3 separate regions of the Oryctolagus cuniculus genome follow, and all the other regions are linked to region 2. The links are chromatin contacts, called in public Hi-C and Micro-C maps. All regions are on one chromosome and are shown on one strand. Each heading gives the region's core, a stretch centred on a gene start, on an enhancer-like site or on the middle of the called end of the contact. The rest is flanking DNA. Distances are from core to core; before and after follow the strand shown. Region 1 overlaps FOXO3 (forkhead box O3). Region 2 holds the start of FOXO3 (forkhead box O3). Region 3 overlaps FOXO3 (forkhead box O3).

Region 1 (3,624 bases), core at 224-2,723, 110 kb before region 2:
AGATTCATGGATTTTAAGGACGCTCATGTCATCCTCAGAACACTGTTCAGAGTCTGATGTGTCTGTTAACTGTGAGGTTTGCGTGTCTATGTTGATACCCTTCTGGCTAACAAACCCATCAGATGAAGTAGAACTTTTGGAAGGAAACGCACGTGTAGTTGGTGCAGTAACAGCTGTCCCTCTGCACCGATCAGCAGGGAGCAAGACAAGGCTGCCCTGTCTCCTGAGTGGCTTCCACCCCCTCCCCCACTGCCTGCCCCACAACTGAGTCTGAGATCAGAGGCCATGCAAACAAGGGGGCCTGGTCTAAAAATACCCGGCTGTCATCTGGTCTCTGGCGAGAGTAAGGCCCTCTGTAACCTTGGCATCTGGGGGGAAGACAAATTCCTCCTTAATGATCACCACTAAATCACATGACGTTCTAAGAGGGAAACGCCTCCGAAAACTCCATAAAACCTAACAACCCCGATCAACTTTAATCTGGGAATAAAACATAAATGTTCCTGCTTGCTGTCCTCCCACAACTTAATTCCATTGTGTAACATTTAGATTTTCCAGTAGTCTTTTTATCCTCTTGGCAGAAAAGAAAAGAACAAGACCCCAGTATGAAATATGAGGTGGAAGGGAAAAAAAAGAGACAGCAGGATGAAGCCCTCGTATCTACAAACCCATGGAGATTATCCACTGTTGCCCTAGTTTGAATTAAGAAATGTTTGGAGGCAAGTTTGGCTAAAAAACAAAATTAAAGTGAAACACCATTCTTTTCATTCTTAAAAAAAAAAAAAAAAAAGTCAAACTTGCGACCCGTCGGGCAAGCTGGGGACTACACACGGAACATTTAGGATAGAAAAGGAACCCATGCTCATTCAGTTGGGCTGGGAACCCTCATGTGGTGTTCCCAGAACAGGTGTGGGTTTCAGGCTTTGAATGTTCCCACCTGAGCACACAGCAAAGCAATGCCTGCCGGCTACCATCTCTACGCTTGCTTCATTCCGAGGAGGATTCAAGGGAGCCGGGGACAGACGGACAGACACACACAAACCCATCATGGGCCGCAGTTGTGTCCCAGCATCACCACGGCCTTTGCAATTGGTGCTACCCTGGGAGAACCGTGGTTGCTCCTGGTGCTGAGCGTGGAGGCCAGCATCAGAACGGCAGCGGTCCCCGTGCTGCATCTTCACGGGAGAACACAGCACTCTGGGCTCATCGGCTCGGTTCCGGTATCTTTCAGGTCGGAACAGGTGATGAAGAGGAGCCGGGGAAGTTCACTGATGGCAGCAGGCCAGCTGCTGAAAAGCCAGCCCTCGGCCTGAGAGGCAGGCCAGAGAGAAAGCCTTAGGAGGGGAAGCTCTATAAAAACGCACTTTGGCAAACGCTGCCCACTTGCCATCTCAGGTACTGAATAGTTTATGAGGGAAACAGAACAGGTAGGGAAGCCTCAGCCCGGCTAGAGGCTGAAAAACCAATCTCCAAAAGGAAAGTTAATTTTCAGGAAACCTGGCCTGCCCGTGGTCCTTTCTTATGGAGATAGCAAGGTATGAGAGTGAGGCTTATAACGCAAAGTTCTTAGTGGCAAAGGTGACAGCTGGGACAATACAAGAAAGGCACTCACCTAGATACACTACTACAAAATTAAAAAATAAAACCAAAAAAACTACACTTAGTTTGCGTAAAAGGGAAGCTTGCCTAGCAGAAGCGCCGTCTGTGGCCCCTCCCAGGAGCTCCAGTGGGCCTGTCTGGGCAGGTCGGCCACGGGCCGCTCCGCAGCCTTTGTCTCTAGCACACTTGAAAGCCTGAGAGCTGTGCAGGGACCTGCGAGAGGCCCCGGCTTCCAGCTTTCCTGCTGCCCCAACCCTAGTGACGACTGAAGGATAACGGAACTCGGAAGTCCTGCCTCTGCCTCTACATGGGGTAGAAACTATTTTGGCTAACATTCTTCACGTAGTCAGCATAACCATGGAGGCCGATGTGGCAGAGACGGGACAAGCATCTATCTATAGTCATTAGTAACGTGGTAGAGATTTTATATTTTTCTGAAGATTTGCAGGTCTTCAAACCACAGAGAACAGTATGAGGACTTTTGGGTTATTGTCTTTCAAAGAACCCTTTTTAAGGCAAAAGCCTTTATGTGGGGTTTGGATCCTCTTTGGCCTCATTGTTAATTTAACTTTAATTATAATCTCCAAAAACGTGAGCTGGCAAAGACCTGGGGGATCGAGTCCCGCAGTTCTCACCCACCCTTTCTGTCCCCCAGGACTGGGAAGGAGCCTCTGTTCACCGGGTGGGTCAGGCTCAGCTCCACCGCTGGACCGCTCTGGTCCACACCTGTGTGAGGTATGTTCTTCCAGCCCCACCCTCAGTAGGCTGTCCTCTGCTGAACTCCTCTGCCATGCACCTGACGCCTAATTACACAGGGCCCAAGATGGCTACTTCCTCCTGGGCTTGGAGCTCCTGACAGGTAGACCTCCTTGCCAGCGAAGTCTTCAAATCGAACCAGTGACTTCTGGAGCACCCGCTGCTCTCAGAGCCCTGTCCCGGGCATGGCGTGTGCCTTCAAAGCAGCACTTAATCCAATCAGGGAAACAAAAAGGTTTCCTGATGTCCCAAGCAGCTTGGAAAGTTCAAAGTGCAAAACTAGATGCATGGTAAAAGCTGGCAGAATAACTGAAGTTTCCTCCTAGAAGCGCCTGCTCTTCTCCGCCAATTTCCATACGCAGCATCTTTCTGGTGCTACTGCTTCCATGATCCACTCACATCTTAACTAAGTCCTGGCAAAACCTACTGTCTGTGGGACAAGACCTAGGATTTGTCATAGTTCTTATGGGGTTAGGTGGGTGGGTGGTAGAAATGATTACGTTTCTAGGACTCCTATGTTTTAAAAGATGACAGCACCCCAAGGTGTAATTTTAGTAACAACTAATTCTCCCATCCTGTCTGCACATCCCACTGCATACCCCCACTTTATGTCCAGCCCCCAAATTAAGAGCCGTACTTGCTGCCACTAACAAAGTTATTCCCTATTTAAACACAAAGGGGAACTGAAGTCTAGGAGGAAACACAGCCGCAAACCCGTGACCTGAATGTGACAACGTGTGTGTCCCCTGGGTGTAACCCTGCCTTTCATGACTCTTCACTGCGTCATCTACTGGGGTGTGGGCAGTGGAGAGGGTAAATGATGGGACTGTGCAGGCCAGGATGCCCAGCACCCCTGGGAGGGGGGGTGGAAGTGTGGGTGCCATCCCCAGCCATCTGAGGGTCTGGCTACCAAGTAAAGAAGGGGGAGGGGTCTCTAAGTCCTCTTTTCCTGCTGTAGGTAGGCAGCGTTTTGAGAAGTGATCTGATTGACTCACACTGAACACACAACATCAGCTCTTTGAGCCCCACAGATAGTCTGAGCCACTCATCCCCCTGTAGGGTAAGACCAGGATACACAGGTGGCCAAGAAGCAAGCATCCCACCGCGGCGAGGAGGCCAAGAGGAACTGAAAGGAGGGACTGGAGGGTGGGTCCCAGACTGCGACAGAAGCCTGTTCTGAGGTCGGTGGTCTGCCAGGTGTGCAGACTCTGGGAGTGAGGTCAGCTGTGTTTGTGGGGGCCCGTGGGCCTCAGCTTGCTGCCCGGCCCC
Region 2 (3,925 bases), core at 317-2,816:
CCGCCGCCGTCCTCGTCGTCTTCATCGTCGTCCTCCTCGGGGATCATGGAGTCGGCGGCCGTCTCCCCCGAGGGCTTGGCCGGGCTCGCCTGGAGCTCCGGCCTCTGCAGGGGCCAAGTGCAGGAACGCGGTCGGCTCTGGGGCTCGAACTCCGGGTCCAGCTCCACTTCGAGCGGAGAGAGCGGGGCCGGGGAGGCCGGCGCCTCTGCCATCTTCGGCGCCCGCCCGCCCGCCCGCGGCTCGGGCTCTCGCGCTCTCCTCTCGCGCCGGGGCGGGGTGCGGCGGGGGAGGGCCGGGGCGCCGCCGCCGCCGCCGCCTGAGGAAGCACGAGAGGAGACAGAGGGGGAGTTGGTTATCCCGGGCGGGAGCCCGCCGCCGCCGCCGCACCCGCCACCCGGGAACAGGCAGACCTGGAGACGTGCGTCCCGCGAACCTGGCGCAGCAGACGCCGCCCCCTGGCCAGGCCGCTGGGGAGACGCGAGCGAATGGCCGGCCGCGCACGGGGCAGCCCCCTCCCCCGCCGCCGCCCGATCTGCGGGTCTCTCCCGGGCTAGGTGGCGGGGCGGGGGAGGGGCGGGGGCCGGGCCGGGGGAGGGGCGCGCCGCGCCTTTAAAGCGGGCCGCGGCCGGAGCTGGCGCAGCCGAGCCGCGGTCGGAGCCGGAGCGGGCGTGCGTTTGTTTATGTTTCGCTCCGGCCCCGCTCAAGTGCCTCCCGCGGCGGCGGCGCCGCCAAAGTCTGTGGCGTCTTCCGCGCTCCGCTCCCGTTCCCCTGCCCTGCCGCCTCCGCGACTCCCTGCCGCCGCCCGCCCGGCCCCGTGGCCCGAGCCCCTACTCCCTTCTTCGCCCTGGGGCCGGGAGGGCGACTGGGGGAGCCGGGGTCTGGGCGCAGGCGGGCCTTGCCACTTCCAAGATAGGGGGTAAAAAAAAAAAAAAAACGGAAAGAAGGGGGACAGGCAACACCCGCGGGTGCTCTCCGGGGGTCCAGCCAGGCGGGAACGGCCACTTCGGGGTTCGGGTGGTTTATTCTCCCGGGGGACGCCGTGCCCTCCGCCCGCTGCCCGGGTCGGGGACGCAGGGAGGGGGCGAGGCGCAGCGTAAATCTTCCAACAGGTCGGGAAGCGCCAAGTCTCCCGGGCGGCCAGAAAGCTCGGGCCAGCGCGTTCATCACCTCCTTGCTCCCGCTGCTGCCATCTTGACAGTTTCCCCCCTTCCCTCAAGTCCTTTAAAAAACACTAGCGGGAGCGAAGGGGGGCGCGCACACCGAGGGGAAAACGGGAAGCGCCTGGCCCCGCTCGGAAGCAGATCCGGAGTCACCGGGAAGGCGGCCGCCCCGCTGCACAGCTCCGGCGCCTACCTCGGTTCCTTCCCTTCAGGGACGAGGCGGGAGGACGCACAATCCCGCGCGGGCCCGGGGCACGGCGAGGAGGGGGCGCGCCACCCGGGCGAAGGAGAGGCGCTCGGGCCGCCGCCGCAGCCCGCCCGAGGAACCGCCTGTCAGCCTGCGCGCCGCAGCCGCCGCCGCCGCCTTCCACATTCCTCCTCCTCCCTTCCACGAGCAGGGCGGCCGCGGCAGCAGCACAAAGTTATAGACACACGCAGGGAGCCTCAACCTAGGCTGACGGCGGGCGGGCGGACGGGTCCCCGCCCAGGGGGAGGGCCGGGGCGGGGGCCGCGGGCGCTCCGGCGTGTGCGCGCGCGCGCGCGCGTGTGTGGGGGTGTGTGTGAGAGGGATCGCGCGCGCCTGCGCGTGGGCGCCGGGGCGTGCGCGCGCGTGCTCCGCGGGCCGGGGAGCCGAGGGCTTCCGCCGCTGGCCCTGCCGGGCGCCGCGACAACAAAGCGCGGCGTTGGCTCGCCTGAGGCGGGAGAGGGGAAGGCGCGCGGAGCCACGGACGCCCCGCAGAACCGGGCGAAGTCCCGGCCACCGTGGGGAGTGGGGTGGCGGGGTCCCTGGCCTGCGCGCGCGTCCTCCCGCCGGGCTCTGGTGTCGGATCCCGCAGCGTTAGAACCGGACGCCAGGTAACATCCGAGAGAAGGTGCTGACCGCGGAGGGCCGGGGTCGCCTCGGCGTGGACGTTGCTGTCTGCGACACTTTGATAGATGCGTCCGATTCGATCAGGCTCCCAGGGTTTGCCCTGGGTCCCCCCCCGTGTGGACGCTGAACTACAATCGTCTCCCTTTTTCGTGGATTTCATAGCAGACGGGGGGGGGGGGTGCTTTAACTGAGGAAGAAAATCAAATTATCCCCCGGTTCTCGACGAAAGAGAAGCCTCCGAACAACCGAGAAGGGGGAGCAATTTTATTCTGATTTCACGGCAAAACTTCCAGTTGCGCACTTCTGACGTCTATTTTGGCTTTAGGCGTAACAGAATACCTCCACAAGTCCTCATCCCGTGATGCCTGCCCCAAATCGCTCGTTTATGCCCTAAGAATGCACAACACGCCACATGCACGCCAAACGCCTGTCCGCTTCGGTTCACAAATAGCTTGCTGGGAAAATTGCAGTCGCCGGAGCGCCCGCGTTTCGCTGTGTGGCTGCGGCCTCCGCCACACCAGCCGGTGCACGGGAACGTCCAGCCCGGGTTCCGCCGGAGTCCGCCCACCCCGCCGGCTCCGGGCTCCGGGCTTTGCGCAGCGCCCGTCACTCAAGTGACGCGCGGCCCCGCCCCTGCGCCAAGCTAGTTCGACGCGTACAAACAGATGATGTCATCGTCTCCACACGCGCGTGACCCCGGAGCGCTGCGCCGCGTCGCCATTCGCTGCGCCGCTGACTCGTCAAGGCACGCCGCGCGCTGAGTGGCCGCGGGGGCCAGTCTCCAGGCCCCCCGACGCCCCTCTCGGCTCGCCATCCGTCCTGCCCCCGCCCCCGGCAAATAATAAACAATCGAGTAAAAATTCTAAGAAGTGCGGAGATAAAGAGAGGGTGGCCCCCCGAAGCCACTGCTGCGCACGACGCAATGGCAGCGTTAAAGAGGGAAGGGGGCACGTGGGAGCGCCAAGCTGAAGGGCCAAGGGAGCGGATCCGCGCGGTGGGTCCCGCCGCCCTGAGGAGACGTCGCGGGAGCAAACTTGGACGAGCGCTCCGCCGCGCGCGGCCGGCGCTAAGGCCCGGGAGCCGACGAGCTCGGGCCCGGCGCGCCGAGGGGGCGGAGCCTGAGCGGCGGCGGAGCCGCGCGGGCGGAGCTGGGCGACACGTGCGAGGGCAGGCCGGGCGCGCGCGGCCGCAGTTCGCCCGGGCGCGCGCTTGTTTACCAGCGCACGTGGGTGTTATTTTTAAATGGAATGTGGTGCTGGCCGGGCTGCCGCGCGTAGGGCGCGTAGGGCGCGTGGGGCCGCCCGCGCTAGCTGGGGGACGCGGCGGCACCCGCGCCGCGGCCTCTGCGGGCGCTGCTAAGCCGGACGGCGAAGCTGTCTCCGTGCGTGTTGCCAGCGGCCCCGGCCCTGGAGCCCGATTGCCGAGTTTCGCGCGCTGCCGGAGCGGCCGCCGAGATGACGGGTTCCCGCCTCGGAACGCCGCCTTCATTCTTCCCGTGCTTGGCTCCCCCGCATTCCACACTCTGGGAACAAAGCCGCCCGCCGTTGCGGGGCTGGGAGGCGGCGCTGGGCGGACCCCGCAGCTGCAGGTTCTGGAGCTGTGTTCACGCACGCACGCTCGCCCTCTCAAACGCGTTTCTGCTACTTTGGGTGTCCCTGCGAAGTCTGGGGGGACAAGGGGGGGAAGAGATCTGCTTCATGGGATTGCGCCTCAGCCGGAGGATCCTCTCTGTGGGCCTGCCCCGCTGAGATCCCGAGTTTGTATTCGGTTTACAGTGTGGACAGTGGTGCGAGATCACAGCTGTCAGCTCCAAGTGCCAGTGTTCTGGACGCTGAGGGCAGAGGTTTCGGGGGAGGCAGATAGGGGAGTAGGAACAGATTATCCGCAGTCTGGT
Region 3 (3,882 bases), core at 142-2,641, 65 kb before region 2:
GGGCTTCCTGTCCTTTTTTTTTTTTTTTCCCTAAAGATTGACTTTATTTAGCTGAAAGGCAGAATTACAGAGCAGGGGGAGTGGGGAGAGAGGTCTTCCATCTACTGGTTCATTGCCCAAATGGCTACAACTAGCAGAGCTGGGCTGATTCGAAACCAGCAGCATCTTCTCCGTCTCCCATGCGGGTGCAGGGACCCAAGCACTTGGGCCATCTTATGCTGCTTTCCCAGGCCATTAGCAGGGAGCTGAACTGGAAGTGCAGCAGCTGGGACTCCAACAGGTACCCACACGGGATGCTGGCGGCAGCGTCCCAGGCAGCTCGCTTTGCCTGCTATGCTACAATGCTGGCCCCTACTTTTTGTTTTTGACTCGAGGTGCCCAGTGTGGGAGGAAGAGGTGTCAACCACCCCCCCAACCCAGGGGAGAGTAACTTTCACTTCTTCCTAATGGTAAGTGGCTGCAGAGTGGGTTTGAACTCGTAGCATTTTGCTTTCTTCCTCCTATTGATCTCGCCTCATACTCTGGATGAAGTGTGCACTGAGCAAAGAAACCCAATGGCAACACATGGCTCCTTCCTCTCCATCTCCCCCAAAACCCTCAAGTGACATTCTGTTCAAATAGCCACCAAAGTGTCCTGTCCTTGATGGAGCTCTTGTGTGTGAGAAAAAGATATTAAAATGGGTGACTGTGGATCAGCCAATAGAAGTCCCTGTGGGCTCAAGCTCTGTTCTCAGTGAGGACCTAAATATGCAGGCTAGGCACCGCCGGAAACAAGCTCATATGGAGCTTTGGGGGCAGCAGAGCACGTGAAGGTAATTTTGCCATTTTTCTTGGCATAGCAGCAGCCGATGCATATTGTTTTGAAGAGTGGATTCTGAAACCAAAAGCAAAAACAGATGTTTGAAATACATGGTATCCTCCCCTATTTCTGCGGTGAGAGAGCCAAACTCATACCAAGGGGCAAGAAGCAAACTAAGAACTACACTGGCCTCCGCTGGGCACTTTGCTGGATGCTTGACCAATATCGTTTCCCTAAACTCCCACAATCCCATAACATCTCTATTCCAGAGAGGAAACCAAGGCTAAGACTCCACCTGTAAAGTAACAATCCCCATATTCAGCACTTTAAACATGCGCACAGAGCGACTCAGCTAATCCTAGGTGACGAGGCCGAAGGAACTGGCTGTTAAATGACTTGCCCAAGGTCACAGAGCTGGCGAGCAGAACAGCAAGAATTCAAACCAAGGCATGCAGACTCCAACATCTTAGTCACTGGGCCACGCTGAAAATTTACTGCCTGAGTTTCTGTTTCACTTTGCCACATTCCAGGTGTCATTTCTCCGGCATAGGGACCACCTCTCGTACCTCACTGAGTCATCAGTACTGGGAGTCATCAGTCACTGAGTCTGGTGTGATGTGTCCATGGCTGGGAGCTCCTCACTGCCAGTTCCACTGCCCTGCCCAGGCCTCCAGTCTGGCTCCTTCCACCTCAGGCCCCAAGCGAGCCCTGACCAGCCTGTGCCTGTCCGTGCTGGGAATGTGCGAAAGCAGAGTGCAGGGCAGAAAACAGTCCCACCAGCAGGTCAGACTCCTTTCCTCCTTATTCCCAATCCATGAGGGAATGAACGCAAGCCAAGTTGGCTGCCACTTCCTGCTCCATCCTAGCGAAAAGCCCCATCAGGCAAGGCTCAGCAGTGACTCCACAAGCTGCCACCAAGCAGCAGAGCAGCATGGCAGAGGGTATCCACACCCAGCCTTGCCCTGCAGGTCAAGGGCAAACCCTTGGGCCTGCCACTCCAGGCCTCTCCCAGGCTCTAGCCTACCTCTGGGTAGACCTGTTCTCCCGCTTCCCTACCATCTACCCTCACCCAAGGCTCCCACTACTCAGTGTGTTAGTTCTTCAACAAACGCCTGGTGAGCACTCACCATACGCCAGGCCCTGGAGGAGCTGGAGACATGCACAGGGTCCCTGCCCTCTTGGGGCTCGCCCACCCCTCCTCACCTGAAGAAAACACTGGCTGTCCTCCAGGATCAACTCACACGCCTTCCTCGCAAGCCCTCGGAGCCACTCAGGTGACAGGGAGCTTACAGTGCATATCAAAGTCACTTCAAATCTTTCTCCTTTTTTTAATTTTTTTAAAAATTTATTTGACAGAGTTAGACAGTGAGAGAGAGAGAGACAGAGAGAAAGGTCTTCCTTCCGTTGGTTCACCCCCAAATGGCCGTTACAGCCAGAGCTACGCCGATCCGAAGCCAGGAGCCAGGTACTTCCTCCTGGTCTCCCATGTGGGTGCAGGGCCCAAGCACTTGGGCCATCCTCCACTGCCTTCCTGGGCCACAGCAGAGAGCTGGACTGGAAAAGAAGCAACCGGGACAGAATCTGGCGCCCCAACCGGGAGTAGAACCCAGTGTGCGGTGCCGCAGGCAGAGGATTAGCCTAGTGAGCCGCGGCGCCGGCTGAACTGTATCTTTCTAAAACAAACTGAGTTGTTTTTCGTTTTTCAACCATTAGGGTACTCTAAGCAATGTTGCAGCAGAACAAGGAAAGGAGCTACTGGTACATCCTAAATTCCATCAACCACAGACCTCAAAGCCTTTGGCTTAGACTCAACCTAGGTCCTTGGAAAGCCCAGTGCACAATCGGACCTGGATATACATACAAACCTGGACACTGGTCACCAAGCCAGTGAAAGAGTCTCCTTTTCCTAACATTCCCAAAATATCAAGTAGGTTCACAGGAAGAATGAACTTGCCCCCTCAGCCCCAATGCCTATTTCTGATGTCCTTGTCACGATCTGTCTACAACCCAGATGCTCTGGTGGCATTAACTTGACACCTATCTTCACTGAGAAACACAAACTTCTCAATCATTCCATTTAACAAACCCAAACCAGCAAGAGCTGAAAGACAGGCACAAACTCTTGTATCAGCTATTCCTAAAGGAAACAGGGAGAACAGCCAGCATTCTAAGGGGAGGGAGACTCTTCTTGTTAAATGCAATTTATGAACCCACAGCCTAAGACCTCAATTTCCTTCCTTCCCCTTTCATTTCAGTAGCTGAGATTATTTACTTACTCCTAAACGAAACAGACAGCACATACCAGCATATACTTCGTTACAGCTGTGCTTTCTACAGAGGTCAGATCAGGTCAGGGGCTGGACAGGGGTATAATCCTTTGTCCTCTGGAAAGGGGCTGATTCTGTATAGTGAGCAATCAAAAGGAGCAAACACCCGAGAGCAAACTTCTGAGCAGGGCTCCCCAGGGCAAGCAACAAGCTTTTCCACAGCTGAAGCCAACCTGGGCAGCCCACATGGGTCCATCAGTCCTGGGCCGAACACTGACAGGAACCTTCTAGAGCTTTCCATTCAGACTCAGGTGGTGAGACCCTAAGGAGGGACCTACATGGGTGGGTGAGATCACTGGGACCCATCTACCCAAAGCAGTCCCTGTACTTACCCAGTATCCTACAGCTCCTACCCACACTCACCTGTGGCCGGAAATCATGAAAGGAGGGTGGCTTACAAGCTCGTCAGAGATGGCTCCCATGTCCAGCCTGACACGTGCCAAGCGCGAGACCTAGCAGCGCCACAGGAACCTTTCCCATCCCAGACTCTAGAAACCCTTGGCAGATTCTGGAGGCTTGGGAGGCATATTCTAGTTCTAGCCATGTCAAGGCAAGAAAGGGGCTGGAGACCAGCATGGGCCCTGGCTCAGACCTCCTGCTACACCCTCTCCCACTGTCCAGGAAGGGGCCCACACTCTCCCTGCTTGCATCGCAGCTCAGGAAGGCTTATTTTTAAAGGCCCTCTTATGCACAATTCTAGAAAAAGCAAGGTTCCCCCAGAATGCTGGAGAGACGCAGCCACAGGAGGCCTCACAG

The links. A called contact is a pair of places that touch in the nucleus more often than the background predicts.
Region 1: a contact with region 2 is called in a Micro-C map of ear pinna, with 2.4 times the contacts expected there. The contact joins the enhancer-like site here to the promoter of FOXO3 in region 2. A contact is called at or near these places in 4 of 6 Hi-C or Micro-C datasets (ear pinna, liver, psoas muscle and 1 more).
Region 3: a Hi-C map of an unstated tissue shows a contact between it and region 2, with 2.4 times the contacts expected there. The contact joins the enhancer-like site here to the promoter of FOXO3 in region 2. A contact is called at or near these places in 2 of 6 Hi-C or Micro-C datasets (psoas muscle and an unstated tissue).

Annotation. Positions count from the first base shown.
Region 1 is chr5:62,740,003-62,743,626 of mOryCun1.1, forward strand. The region is part of intron 3 of FOXO3 (forkhead box O3); the gene reads right to left. Among named protein-coding and RNA genes, the nearest start is that of FOXO3, 110 kb to the right of the region's middle. Within about 2 kb of position 1,474, at least 1 of the 8 cell types and tissues checked has an H3K27ac peak or open chromatin away from gene starts, as enhancers often do. A contact at or near this core is called in ear pinna, where this site is marked.
Region 2 is chr5:62,845,285-62,849,209 of mOryCun1.1, forward strand. It overlaps FOXO3 (forkhead box O3), which reads right to left and starts at 1,567. Exons shown (of 4, transcript XM_051854457.2): 1 at 1,354-1,567; 2 at 1-316. The coding sequence starts at 212.
Region 3 is chr5:62,780,555-62,784,436 of mOryCun1.1, forward strand. All of the region lies in intron 2 of FOXO3 (forkhead box O3), which reads right to left. Among named protein-coding and RNA genes, the nearest start is that of FOXO3, 64 kb to the right of the region's middle. Within about 2 kb of position 1,392, at least 2 of the 8 cell types and tissues checked have an H3K27ac peak or open chromatin away from gene starts, as enhancers often do.